2 separate regions of the Mus musculus genome follow, and region 1 is linked to region 2. The links are chromatin contacts, called in public HiChIP or PLAC-seq maps. All regions are on one chromosome and are shown on one strand. Each heading gives the region's core, a stretch centred on a gene start, on an enhancer-like site or on the middle of the called end of the contact. The rest is flanking DNA. Distances are from core to core; before and after follow the strand shown.

Evidence for each region. HiChIP or PLAC-seq counts read pairs in DNA pulled down with a chosen protein or histone mark.
Region 1: a contact with region 2 is called in an H3K27ac HiChIP or PLAC-seq map of embryonic stem cells, with 21 read pairs. The contact joins two enhancer-like sites. A contact is called at or near these places in 4 of 484 Hi-C or Micro-C datasets (CD4 T cells, CD8 T cells and embryonic stem cells), 14 of 115 datasets of contacts at active chromatin or transcription factors (bone marrow-derived macrophages, embryonic fibroblasts, embryonic stem cells and 3 more) and 4 of 9 other capture datasets (adipose tissue, embryonic stem cells, liver and 1 more).

The regions. Positions count from the first base shown.
Region 1 is chr17:70,913,639-70,920,598 of GRCm38.p6, forward strand. The region is part of intron 1 of Gm26510 (a long non-coding RNA gene); the gene reads right to left. The region is part of intron 1 of Gm52315 (a long non-coding RNA gene); the gene reads left to right. Among named protein-coding and RNA genes, the nearest start is that of Gm52315, 5.1 kb to the left of the region's middle. Within about 2 kb of position 2,638, at least 47 of the 459 cell types and tissues checked have an H3K27ac peak or open chromatin away from gene starts, as enhancers often do. A contact at or near this core is called in embryonic stem cells, where this site is marked.
Region 2 is chr17:70,826,328-70,833,572 of GRCm38.p6, forward strand. No RefSeq gene overlaps it. Among named protein-coding and RNA genes, the nearest start is that of Gm41610, 11 kb to the right of the region's middle. Within about 2 kb of position 1,989, at least 26 of the 459 cell types and tissues checked have an H3K27ac peak or open chromatin away from gene starts, as enhancers often do. A contact at or near this core is called in embryonic stem cells, where this site is marked.

The DNA.
Region 1 (6,960 bases), core at 1,388-3,887, 88 kb after region 2:
ACAAACCTTCATGACAGCATCTGTGTTAAACCACTAATAGCACGTATGTATTCCATTTGGAATATGGAGTATAAGTGTGTCACTATAATGTAGAATGTGAAAGTGGATTTATCTTGGACATGACATTTTGTAGTAGTTTTAATGTTCTTTTTGCACTTATTTACTTTACTATGTATGTATGTATGTATGTATGTATATATGTTGTATGTATGTATACTCCATGTGTGCCTGGTTGTCTTAGAACTGCTGTGACAGATGTCTGGGAATCACATACATGCTAGGAGTCAAGCCTAGGTCCTCTGTAAGAATAACAAGTGCTCCAAACCACTGAGCATCTATCCAACCCCAGCCTTGTGCTTGAAATCGATATTAAATACACACAAGTTTCAAACCAGTTTGGTTGATTTCTGTATAAAACCCACTCTCCAGCTCCTCACAGTGATAACCACAGATATAATCAAAACCAGATTTGATATTTATATAACACTGACTACTTTATACACTTAGACATCACTTTCTGCTGTCTTCCCCCAAATTCACCTACTGAAACCCATCTTCATTCATTCATATTAAGAAGTGAGAACCTGGGGCTGGAGAGATGGCTCAGTGGTTAAGAACATTGACTGCTCTTCCGAAGGTCCTGAGTTCAAATCCCAGCAACCACATGGTTGCTCACAACCATCAGTAGTGATATCTGACGCCCTCTTGTGGTGTGTCTGAAGACAGCTACAGTGTACTGATTTATCATCCTGAGTGAGGTAACCCAATCACAAAAGAACACACATGATATGCACTCACTGGTAAGTGGATATTAGCCCAGAAGCTCAGAATACCTAAGATACAATTTGCAAAACACATGAAACTGAAGAAGATGGAAGACCAAAGTGTGGATACTTCGATCCTTCTTAAAAGGGGAAACAAAATACCCATGGAAGGAGTTACAAAACTGCCTCACCTGGGGATCCATCCCATAAACAACCACCAAACCCAGACACTATGGCAGATGTCAACAAGATTTTGCTGACAGGACCCTGATATAGCTGTCTCCTGAGAGGCTGTGCCAGTGCCTGGCAAATACAGAAGTGGATGCTCACAGTCATCTATTGGACAGGGCACAGGGTCCCCAATGAAGGAGCTAGAGAAAGTACCCAAGGAGCTGAAGGGGGTTTCAGCCCCATAGGAGGAACAACAATATGAACTATCCAGTACCCCCGAGCTCCCTGGGACTAAACCACCAACCAAAGAAAACACATGGAGGGACTCGTGGCCCTAGCTGCATATGTAGCAGAGGATGGCCTAGTTGGTCATCAATGGGAGAAGAGGCCCTAGGTCCCTGTGAAGGTTCTATGCCCCAGTATAGGGGAATGCCAGGGCCAGGAATGGGAGTGGGTGGGTCGGGGAGCAGGGCGAGGGGGGAGTGGATAGGGGATTTACGGAGGGAAAACTAGGAAAGGGGATAACATTTGAAATGTAAATAAGGAAAATATCTAATAAAAAAGAAAAAAAAAAATCTTTGGGCCGGAGCAAGTGGGGCCAACCAGAGCGAGCAGAGGTCCTAAATTCAATTCCCAGCAACCACATGATGGCTCACAACCATCTGTAGAGCTACAGTGTACTCATATACATTAAATAAATAAATAAATAAATAAATCTTTAAAAAAAAAAAAGTGGTGACTTGGCTGATGAGGTTGGAGAAGAACCCAGGAATGGAATCAGAGAGAATAAGAGGCACCCTCACCAGACACTGACTTTATTGGCACCTTGATTTTAGACCCTAGGATCACAGGAACACATTTCTGTTGTTTGTGAATTTGTCACAACAGCTCAAATGGATTAAGATAGGTCCTTTTGTTCATCTGGGGAAGATGGCTCAGCAGCAACGCCAGGAAGCCTCAACAGATATGACTCCAGCTTAGCCACAATGGCTTTGCAGTTTTAAAAGCAGCGACCCTCCCTGCCCTGTGGAAGCAAGGTAGCTAGCTGTTCCTTTTCCATGACTCTCGGCCACACCCTCTTCTGTGCCCTGCAGTGACTTTCCCTTCAAGCTGCAAGTAAGCAGGAGAGGCCCAGCTCGCCATCTGAGTTTTGTCTTGTGTGTGAGGTAAACTGCCTACGTTTCTGTTGGCTTCGGAGTTTATATTTACTTGATTCAAACTTTTTGATCAACTCAGGAAATTAGGCTCCATCCTATAGCTGCTGTTCTATGAGAGAATATCCTATCTTACAAAATTGGAAGGTTCCAGCTTCTTTTATGGTTTCTACTCTCCACACTTGCTTTCGAGTTTAATACTGAGATGGCAAACTTATATACATGCCAAAGATTTGTCTTCAAACAGATTAATGATTATTATTTGGGGGTTTTGTTTTGTTTTGGGAAGGGCGAGCCGAGGAAGCCATGAATGAGGAGAGCAGACGAAGCCTCGAGCTAAGGTGTATTGTAGCCACAGGTGAGGCCATGTCAAGGACCTCAGCTCCATGGGAAAGGACACACTTCCCTCCACCCCACTACACTAGTGGGGCTCCAAGGGCTGGTAAAACCTTCCTGTTGTCTGAGTGTGAATGTCGTCAGTGTGTGCAAGTGTTGGTGTTTGCTAACGGGTGAACAGTGTGTGCAAAAACTACCCAACCACAGCTTCCTTCTCCAGGGTATTTACAGCCTGAGAGAGACTGCTGCTTGGGAGACCTCCTGTGAAGACTAGCTCACCCCCTTCTGTGCTGCACCTGCAGCTGGTTCATCGGTTTCTCTGTCCATGTGTCTGTGTGTCTGTCCTTTCTTCGTTGCCAGTGCTCCCAACCAGGTTTCCAGAACCCAAACCACACAATTCACAAAAGGGGGATGGCGTTAGATTTCCCTCTTTATAAAATCGTGTCGTCTACAAACAGGATTAGTTAGCCACGTCTTTCCTATGCAGATGGCCTTTCGATCCTAATTCACTAACTAAACCCTTTGAGCCGTCTTAGGAAGGCCCTCCCCTGTCCTTCCTGGAAGCGATGCAACCATGGGATTGAGACCTTGCTTGCATGCAGTAGCCCTCAAACTAGCACCAACATGAAGGACTGGAATGACCAGGATTGGTTTCTATTGGTTCAGTCCTGCCAGAGTCAGCGGGTGACATTTTACAGACTTTGCCTAGTGTCTAAGGGAGCGGATGAGCGAGTCCCTGAGTAGAGTCCAGGCAGTACGCAGATCTGTGCACTTGAAAGGAAGAATGTGGAGGGAAAGAGAGATGTCCTTTCATTTAATGGAGATGACATGGCCGTGATTTAGTATGTGATATTTGTGGAAACAGTGCAACACATGACAAAGATTCCAGATTAAAACTGAAAACTCAAAGGAACAGGTTTTTAAAAACTATGTAGAACTCCTTAGAGTATTTATGGTAATGCAAAGTGCTGTATTATGTTCATGGATCCTTCAGCTAATAGAGGAATCGTTTTAGCTCTGGACAGTATATTTTGATTTTTTGCTATAGCTACTGATGGAATTCTATAGATTAAAGGATATATGTAGTAGTAGTAAATATTACTTTTTCCCTGATAGACCCAGGAAAAACAACAAAAAAGTCGGTGTAAATAAAGTGTGTAATGACTGTGCTAAGAGAGCGTGGAAGATGGAGGCTTTGTCTCTCCGAAGCAGATGGAAAGGGAGTGTCCTGTGGACGATGAGAGCAAGGCCGGCTGCCGACTTAGATTAATGGCACCCCAACACCCTGAAAGAACTCGCAGATGTGGTCACCGCACACAGAACTCAGAAAGAAGACAGAGATGAGCAAACAAGTTCCAGATTTCCCAGCCCGCCTTGCAGGGCTGTGCGCTGGAGAAGTCCAGTGACTGGCTTGAAGGGAAGATGAAAGGGAATTCCTTCGTGTTTATTCAAGAGCATGGTGGCTGTCAGGCATTATCACAAATTCTCCAAATCTGAGATCATTTGGTAACACATCCCTCATGGAACAGGCAAATGCCACAGTCATTTATCTGGTAACATCCTGGCGAATGCAGTACAGAGTCCTTTCTGTCCTGGTATTTATCTCACGAGACCAGTTTTAAAGGCACAGAGGGAGTAAAATTATCATAACAGAGCCAACTGCATCTACCTGTTAAGGAATACACACTCACGCACATGTGTACATGCGCGCGCACACACACGCACACGTGTGCACACACATGAACACATGTACATGCACACACACACATGCAGCTATTGTACTCCCTTATATTCATAGAAAATAAATAGAAATTGTCAGCTCCCATTCAATGTCAACTGTTCATTCACTTAAGGATCTTGCTGATACTGAGACAAAATGTCATGCATTGTGGACTAGCAGGGGTAAGGTACCAAAACCTGGGGATTTCATATGACCAAAGGTAGTGGGAAGAAAGGAAAATCAGATTTCCCCCACGAAATGGCCCAGAGAAAGTAAACTGCAGAATCTCTGGACCCTGCTTAGACCGGGCTGGAAAGTTTAGCATACACTTTCTTACTCCTTTGCCACTGAACATATGAACCTGCTGTGTCGTGACTCAAGAGAGTTAGTTAATCTTCTCCCAGAAGGCTTGAGAGTGAAGAACCGGAGGCAAAGGGTTTTGAACAATCGCTCCTTGGGCGGGTTTGGCCAAATGATGAATGTCAGTGTTTCTCTCTCTGTCTCTCAAGTGTCTGTGTGTGTGTGTGTCTTTTAATAAAACTCAGCCCTGTTGTTTTATGGTTGGACAACTGAAGCTACTTTGTCTCGTAGCTGAAACTCAAGAAACGCTGACATACGTTCTCATTTCTGAGTTATAAAATTTCTGTGGCCCACAAAATCCCTTGAGGGGTTGTCAAGGCAAAGGAACAGGAAGAGCCCTGCCTAGTCACATGCCAGGAATCTGACCCTCAGAAAAATGTCTGGGGCCAGGAGGAAACACAAGGCTGAACTGGGTGGCCCCAAATCCCTCCGGCTCACCCTTCAGGGCAGACACATACAGGTGTGCGATGGAGGGAACACATAAGACATCTCATTGTCTCCATTAGAGCAACGTGGATGCTACGATGGAAAGCTTCAGTCTTGTTTCATCTTGTTGCTCAGGCACGCGCAACCCTCCCCACGCCACCCTCTTGTCCGCAGTTCTCTTTCAATGATGCTGCCAAAATAGGAAAAATGTGAGCACATCTTGTCAGGATCTGAGTTCAGAGGAAGACAGAAGAGCGTGACATAATCAGGGAGTCCGGCATAGCAAAGCCTCAACTCTTTCTGCTCACTCCTGCCAGCCGTCCTTACACACTTCCACGGTTGTTATAACCAGGGGAGGAAACAACAAAGCCCACCCCTCTGCACAGACCGCTTCTTCACTGGCTTCCATCTCTCTTCTTTGCATATGTGCAGTGCCAGAGATGACAGCAGAGCTTTGTGCACACCCCACACTGAGTCACATTCCTGTCCCCAGGCTTCCTCCAACTTTGGTGAAACTATACTACTAAGAGTCTTTTCTTTATGAGCTGGGAGGAGGGTTGCCAGATAAAACACAGGATGGCATGTTAAATTTCAATGGGATAACAACAGGGACATTCTTTTAAAAAAAAAAATGTATTCATTGTTCACTCCAAATTCAAGTTCTACTGCTGACCTGTCTGCTGGCAGCCCTCGTGGGAGAAGGTCCAGCCCAGATCCCCTAAAAAATAAGCTTGACCCTTCTCTGGCCTTGTTATTGGTGATACTCTGTGTGTATGTGGTATGTATTTTGTGATATGTGTGTTTCTGCATGTATGCATAGTATATGTTTCTATATGGCATGTGTTTTGTGGTATATGTATATGATATGTAAATGTGCATATTGCATGTATTTTGTGGTATGTATGTATATGTTTTGTGTTATATGTGTGTTTGTGTATGTGTGTATAGTATACGTGTGTCTACATGGCATGTGTTTTGTGGTATGTGTGTGTGTGGTATGTGTTTGTTATGTGTGTATATATGGCATGTGTTTTGTGGTATATGTATATGATATGTAAATGTGCATATTGCATGTATTTTGTGGCATGTATGTATATGTTTTGTGTTATATGTGTGTTTGTGTATGTGTGTATAGTATACATGTGTCTACATGGCATGTGTTTTGTGGTATGTGTGTGTGTGGTATGTGTTTGTTATGTGTGTATATATGGCACGTGTTTTGGGGTATGTGTGTGTGTGGTCTGTGTGTATATGTGAAGTGTGTGTGTGTTTATCTGTGTGTGTATGTAAAGCTGTATGAACATGGTGACTTCCTCTCTTCTCTGTCTTCGCCAAGTAACACCACATACCACTCTGTCCTAGTCTTTCCTTCTCTTAAGTCTTGGAAAGAGATTTTGTGTCGTATTTTCAAATTCAGTTTAGGGTATCTTTGGTTGGATTTTTGTCCCTTGGAATAGTCTTTAGTCAAAAGCACTTTCTTTGGTCATCCTGTATAATGACTCTTTTCTTCTGGAACAGATCCGTGTGGACATATGCAGCCTGGGACGCCGCCTAATGTTTTGGAGCCGTCCTCCAGCTCTGCTGCCTCGGGGGCCCGTGCTGATATGTCACGAGAAGCCACCTGAGGCTGTGTTGAGTCCATGCAGCCACTGAAGTGGGCTGATGTCCTGATCTAACTAGGGTCCATGTTGCTGTCTGTCTCCTGTGTTACCAGTGAGGTCCATGTGGATGGATGTCTGTGCTCTGGGTTTCTGCCTGAAGTTCAGGGGCACAGGTGCAGAAGAGCTGGCCCTGCCCATCTCCAGCCACCACATGGCTCTCCTCAGTCAATGGCTTCTGGTGTGGATGCAAGCAGAGAAATGACTCATCTTCCTTTGGGGGATTGGCCCCTAGGAATTTGACCATGCTCCAGGATTTTCTTTTCTTTTCTTCTCTTTCTTTCTTCCTTCCTTCCTTTTTGTATATGTGTGGGTGGAATAGGTCACAGCAGAAGGGGACAGACATGGGGAAACTGAGAGGAGAGTACAAT
Region 2 (7,245 bases), core at 739-3,238:
TGGGCTGTGACTTAGACCACGACATAGGTAACCCAGATGATGATGTGCTTAGGTGATGGGAGTGAGGCATGCGCAGGGAGTGTGCAGTGGTTGCCATGGCAAGCGATGCGAGAGGGTTCTTGTCGCCTAGGGATGACGTCAACGCTGGATTCGGAGGCTAGCTGGATACAGCTTCTGTTGCTAACAGTTCTCATCACGATAATTAAGAATTTTTTTCATTTCCTGAGGAAGTGCTCGCCTGGACCTTGTTGGTTTGTTTATTTCACATATTCTAGGACACAGCTCTCATCAGAACTCTGTGAGGGTGGTCAGGAAGGGCTGGGAGGAAGTAGGCTGACCAATAGGTAAATAAATGCATGAAGAGGTGAGCTTGGGATTTCCCAGCACCCACATGAAAGTTAGTTAGACACACAAATCTATAAAAATGGGGGTAGTGAGGGTAAGAGTAGAACATGTGAATCTCTGAAGCTCACTGGTCAGGCCATGGTAGCCAATCCGTTAGCTCCAGGTACAACTTGAGACCCCGTGTCAAAAAAAAAAAAAAAAAAATGGAGCGAGGGAAGGATAGCAAGGTATATCACCACACACATGTGCACATCACATTGGGTGTGCACCCACATGAGGCCTGATCCCCAACAGCCCCAAAACAAAGCAGAACAAAACGGTGTTTGGAAGGCCAATTGCATTAAACCTGCTGTTGGCAGATTTCCATGCATCTCCGTTTGAAATATCATTTTAGCGTCTGAACCTAAGGGGAAAAGATGAAGCCAAGTGGGGCAGAGTGTGGGGGCTGAGTCGCAAGTGGACAAATCTGACTAGAAAGACAAGCTTATCACACAGGTTGTATTCAAGCTCATGCCAGAGCAAGGGAAGTAGGAACTAGAATATTGTGTCCATGAAGAATTTACCCTCACAGCCGCACCCCAAGGTTTCTCTCTCTCTCTCTCTCTCTCTCTCTCTCTCTCACACACACACACACACACACACACACACACACGGGGCGGGGGGCCGTGGAATGAGTATGTCAATGTAGGTGTCCATTGATGTTAAACATCTGGTTCTTGGGGAGGGTATAGGGGGCTTTGGGGATAGCATTTGAAATGTAAATGAAGAAAATATCTAATAAAAAAAAACAACAAATACAAAAACATCTGGTTCTTTGTCTACATCTTGAACATGCCAACATATATACAGAAAGCTCAGTTTAGTAAGCTCAGTACAGCAGACGACTTCCTATCTAGAAATTATAATTCCCTAAATTCTAATTCTAAATGTTTATTCTCTGAAGACAGTGGGGAGAGTGGAGCCAAGAAATGAACCAGACTAAAGTCTCAGGCGATAGCCATTCAGAGCACATTAGAGAGTTTATACTCTGAGGACGAAGAGACGTTAGTGAGTAATGTACAGAGGCTTAAAAAAAAAAAAAGGGGCTGGTGAGATGGCTCAGTGGGTAAGAACATCCGACTGCTCTTCTGAAGGTCAGGAGTTCAAATCCCAGCAACCACATGGTGGCTCACAACCATCCATAACGAGATCTGACTCCCTCTTCTGGATTGTCTGAGGACAGCTACAGTGTACTCACATATAATAAATAAATAAATATTTTTTAAAATGTACAGAGACGTGGACGGGCCACATAGAGGCAAGGGTGGGCATGGCAGCAAGGATATGGCCATGGCCGGCTGGAGAGATGGCTCAGCAGTTAAGAGAACTGATTGTTCTTCCAGAGGTCCTGAGTTCAATTCCCAGCAGCTATGTGGTGTCTCTCAACCATCTGTAACGGGATCCGATGCCCTCTTCTGGTGTGTCTGAGGACAACTACATAGTGTGCTCATATACATAAAATAAATAAATCTAAAAAAAAAAAAAAAAAGATGGGCCATGGCAGCAAGGACAGGCCAAGGAGGTAAGGCCGGGCCACAGCCACAAGGATGGTGATTAGGAGTTCAGATTGGCGCATGGGAGGTCTGCCTCTTCCATAAAGGACACACCTAGACACCCAATATCCATTACAAAGGAGATTACCCGAGCAGGATGGGGTTGGGGAAAGTTGTGGCTAGCTGAGATTTTTTTGCTGCGGTGGGGTTTTTAAGGAAAAAAAGAAGAGTCTGTGCTAAGGTGAGTTGGTAAATTCTGATTGGACATTGGTCAAATAATGACCTTGATTGTGGGACCTTGTGTTTTGTCTCAGAAAGTAGTCAGTGTGGCCAAATAAGGGAGGAGGCCTTCTTAGGGCCTGGCTTTAGGAATATAATCTAACAGTTTAGCAAGGAGAAGGGAAAGAGCCCAAACCTGTTGGTGCCATGTTTGCTGTGCTCCATCCTGTATTTGTCAAGTTCAGTCCGGCTTGAGCCCTTCAAGGTGCCCTTGGTGGACAGACTGGGCAAGGCCACTTCTGCTCCACAAAACCCCCTTTTTCCATTGCAGGCATAAAAGCCGATTGTAATGAACAATCAGAAGTAAACTGACTCCTGCCAGCTACACCTGGGAGGGGCATGAAAACCCATTCCAAGAACAATTAGTTGTTGGGAAGAAACAAAGGTCACAAGACTCTAGGCTTTTGTGTTTTTGTTTGGCTTGTTGTTAGTTTGGTTGGTTAGTTGGTTGATTTTTCAAGACAAGGTTTGTCTGTTCAGGCCTGGCTGTTCTGAAACTCCCTTTGTAGGCCAGGCTAGCCTCCAACTCAGAGATCCACCTGCCTCTGCCACTGGAGTGCGGGGATTAAAGGTGTGGGCCTCTGGTCTTGTTTTCTTGGAGTGTGCAGGGCCTCAGCTGCAGCTGCTGGCACATCCAACTAGGTTCTCCAGCTCTGACGTCACACCCTCTCCCTCCCAACCCCCCCCCTTAACCCCCCCCCCAACTCACTTAGAAGAAGCAAACCCAATCCCTTTCACACATGCATGAGAAGGGAGCAGGCCTTGTATGGGGTGGCTGTCAGAGAGGCCTGTACCGACTACGCCAAAGTAACCAGAGAGGGCAGTTAGAGTCCAGAGAGGGTGTGCTTTCCATTCAAGCCAAAGGAAAAAAAGAAAAAGCTGATGATATTCGAGAAACAAGGAACTGGGCCACATCCTTCCCCACCACTCCTGTGACTTCCAGTGTTAGCTCAACACTGAGCTAGAGGGAGGGGAGGGCATGGGCTGGAGAGATGACTCGGCAGTTAAGAACACTGACTACTCTTCCAGAGGTCCTGAGTTCAATTCCCAGCACCCACATGGGGGCTCACAGCCATCTGTCTTGGGATCCGATGCCCTCGTCTAGTGTGTCTGGAGACAGTGACAGGGTTGTCATGTACCTTGCATACAATGTATACATATACATTCAAAAGGAAGAGGAGGAGGTGAGCTCAAGACAGGGTCACCATAGGGCCTCTAGCTCTCAGTTCTTCCTAACTTGGAATGTGTTTGGTGAGATACGAGCCGAATGAGGCCAGAAGAGGAGGAAGAACAGTTTTACAGCTTGGATGGGTGTCGCTGTTATAAGAACAAGAAGTGACACTCATACAAGTGGTGAAACTGAAGTGGTGAAACTGAAGTTTGTAGTTCGAGAGATCCCAAGTGTAACGAAATGGTCTTCATTTCCATTTAAAGCTGGCAGTGCACTAGAGGATTATAAACCGTTAAAAATTCCATACTAACAACTTGTCTGCCTTCTCTACGGTGAATATTACCGAACAAGTTGAAATCACGGGGCGGGGCGGGGCGGGGCGGGGGTTGGGGAGGAGGCGTCTGGATGCTTTGATTTAAGGTCTTAGAAGCTCGTTTTGTGTTTTGGGGACAAGGTCCATTGTATTTCCGGCTGACCTCTGACCCCGTGCAGAGCGGAAGGTGACCTTGCATTGTGGATCCTCCTTCTTCCTGTTCCGCCGCCATTTGTCATTTGTCATTTGTCATTTGCGTTTGGATGGTTGTGTTTAGCTTTGATTTTCTTTTTCTCCTTTTCCTTGAGACAGGAATCTGTGAGAACCTGGGCTCTCAAGTAAGTCTCCTGCCTCAGCTATCCAAGTACCTGGGACTGCAGTTTTAAAGTATGTACCCAGCAACTGAACACCTCCCACGGTTCTTTTTTCAAAATGACATTTTATGTATTTATGAGATGTACTCATTAACGCTGTGTACAAGTGGGGCTCAGAGGACAACTTGAGGGAGTGAGTCTGCTCCTCCTACCAGCTGGGTCCTGGGGATCAAACTCAGGTTATCAGGGCTGGCAATAAATACCTTAACCTGCCGAGCCACCTTGTAGGTCCCGATGGTCTTTTCTTGAGAGGAGCTCCACGCGTGTATTTCACACTGGCACATACAGACTCCAGAGCTGGTGTTGGGGGAGCTGATAACATTGACCAAAAACTTGTATACACAGACACGAGTCCTAGAGAGTTCAGCCAAGAAAGAATTTTGGATACATGCTCTGGGCCTCTGTTTCAAGGCTTCTTAGAGTTTGATTCCTATCAGCCCCCAACATGAGTCCAGTCCCACTGCGCTGTCCATGGGCTCTCACCAGCCTTGCCTCTCTGCACCTCTGGTTTTTTTTGTTTGTTAGTTTTTTTGTTTGTTTGTTTGTTTATTTATTTTTTGGCTTTTCAAGACAGGGGTTCTCTGTGTAGCCCTGGCTGTCCTGGAGCTCACTTTGTAGACCAGGCTGGCCTCGAACTCAGAAATTCGTCTGCCTCTGCCTCCGAGTGCTGGGATTAAAGGCATGTGCCACCACGCCCAGCACCTCTGTTTTTAATAAGATGTCCTTCCATGGGTAGACACAGTTGCCCAGTGCTTGCTCTGACTTCGAGGCTGTCTCTTTTTATTGTTTTGTAGTCATGAGCTCTTTCCTCCCCAACCTCCAGATCTTTCTCCAGCTTCTTGCTGAGTTTGCATGGATGTATAATCCAGTCACTGCCCCAGTTGGCCGCGAGTTTTATTGGAGTTCTGTTGGTCCTCAGAAAATTAGCAGGGGGTGGGAGTATAGGGCAGTGGTGGGGTATAATCTTAGGATATAGAAGATCCTGAGTTTAATCCCTAAGCACAGAAGAAGTGGGGGGGAAGGAGAAACTTTGTAGCCTCTTACAATCTTTCCCTTCTATATCCAGTAGAGAGTGTCTTGCCTGCAATAGGTCGCCAGACCTAGTGGTCTGCCATCAGACCTCTTCCTGTCCTTCCTCTGACCTCTCAACCCTGTATTCTGCAGCATTTGCCACCAACTGTCATATCGAGCATTCCATTTCTGCACATCAGTGACGCCCACCTGAGACAGAGAGCTTTACTCTCAAATTTGATGTTTTAACACAGATTCTTCTCTCTCCACCCCACCCCCACCCCCAAAATGTCCACCCTAAAGTCCTCAAGGATCCTTTAGGTGGATTTGTCCAAAAATAAACATTATTTCATCCTCTGGTCACACCAACCATGCTGGTTAGTTTTTGTCAACTCAACACAAATTAGTGGGAAGTGAGAACCGCCACTGAGACTGGCCTATCAGTGTGTCCGTGGGGGGAATGTTCTTGATTAATGTGTGACTAGGGGTGAGCAGGCAGTCCACCCCTGGGAAGGTGGTCCTGGGTAGCATAAGAGAGGGGGGTTTAACAAGCCACAAGGAGCAAGCCGGTAAATAAACAGTGTTGTCTAGGGCCAGTGTTGTCTAACGCCAGTTCCTACCTCCAGGTCCCTGCCTCAAGTTCCAGCCCTGAGTTCCCTTAGTGATGGATTGCCATGAGGAAGTGTAAGCCAAATAAACCCTTTCCTCCCCAGTTGTTTTTGGTCAATGTTTTACTAGAGCATCATAAATGTGACTAAGAAGACACACACACATACACACACACACACACACACACACACACACACACACACAGATTCATGCTCTCACACACTAACACTCTCAATGGAGTTACAAAGAGCAAGTTATTTTGTTGATGATGGTGGTTTGAGATGCTTGTGCTGTTTTGTTGGTTTTGATTTTTCCTTTTTTTAAGACTTATTTATATGAGTGCACTGTCGCTGTCTTCAGACACACCAGAAGAGGGCAACAGACCCCATTACAGATGGTTGTGAGCCCCCATGTGTTGCTGGGAACTGAACTCAGGACCTCTGGAAGAGCAGTCTTACCCACTGCGCCATCTCTCCAGCCCGTTTTTTGTTTGTTTTGTTTTTTTCTAAACAGCGTCTAACCATGTAGCTCCAGCTGTCCTGGAACTTACTGTGTAGACCAGGCTGGCCTGAAACTCAACAGAGATCCTCTTGCCTCTGCCTCCCAAGTGCTGGGATCTGTGCCCAACAAAAAGCAAGTTCTTTGAAGCAAACCTGAGCTGTCAACAAATGGATGCTGTTTACAGATCTTGCAGTGACTCTCCCTGGATGGGAGCCAAAGTCCTGCTTCCTCTTGCTTGTGGGCGAATGTCCTAGCCTCACTTCTGCCTTTTGGCTCCATTCTGGCCCTGACTGGCCCGTTCCTCAGCCCACCCTTCTCCATCTTCTAATGACACAGCAGCAAAGCGATCCCTACTTCCCTCTCCTCCGGACCTCATAGGAGGAAGCAGTGTGAGTGAGGGCTTCAAAGATGGTCACAAGATTAAGAGAGCGATGACGAGTTCGCTAAGAACGGGGTGACCATGGTCTCTCGGGCTGAGGGTTGGTTACTGTGTTTTATCCCTTTGGGTGCTGGAATCTTTCCCATGCCAGGCCAGGGCTTTACCTCGGAGTTTGCCCCAGATCAACCCCAGTTCTTTTATTAACTTATTCTATAGGTCCCAGTGTTTTGTCTGAATGTGTGTGTGTCTACTCTGTTCTACCCAGTGCCCTGCACAGGCCAGAAAACTGTGGAATTCTCAGGACCTGGAGTTACTGTTGGTTGTAAGTTGCCCAGTGAGTTCTGTTATCAGTGTCCTCTTGAAGAGCAGCCAGCGCTTTTAACCACCGAGCCACCTCTTCAGACCCCAGTCCTGGTTCTTAATTGATCAGGGATGGGCTTCTCCTTGGCAGAGCCTCTAATCTGCTATCACCGTCTTCTCCCTCTGAGAGCTCAGTTTACCTTCTGTGATTCTCAACAACTTTGAAGTTCGTGGGATTTTGGGGAGGGGTGGGGAGATTGGTGGAGAGTGGTATTGTTTTAAATACCAAATCTTACATAAAGAAATTAAGCTTTTCAAAGATTCTGAATAATATTCCTTAGAAGGCTCTACGTAGCTCCAAGGAAAAGGTTTGCCTCGAACTGACCAGGTCCTGAGTTCAAGCCCTAGTACCATATAAAAAGGACAAAAAG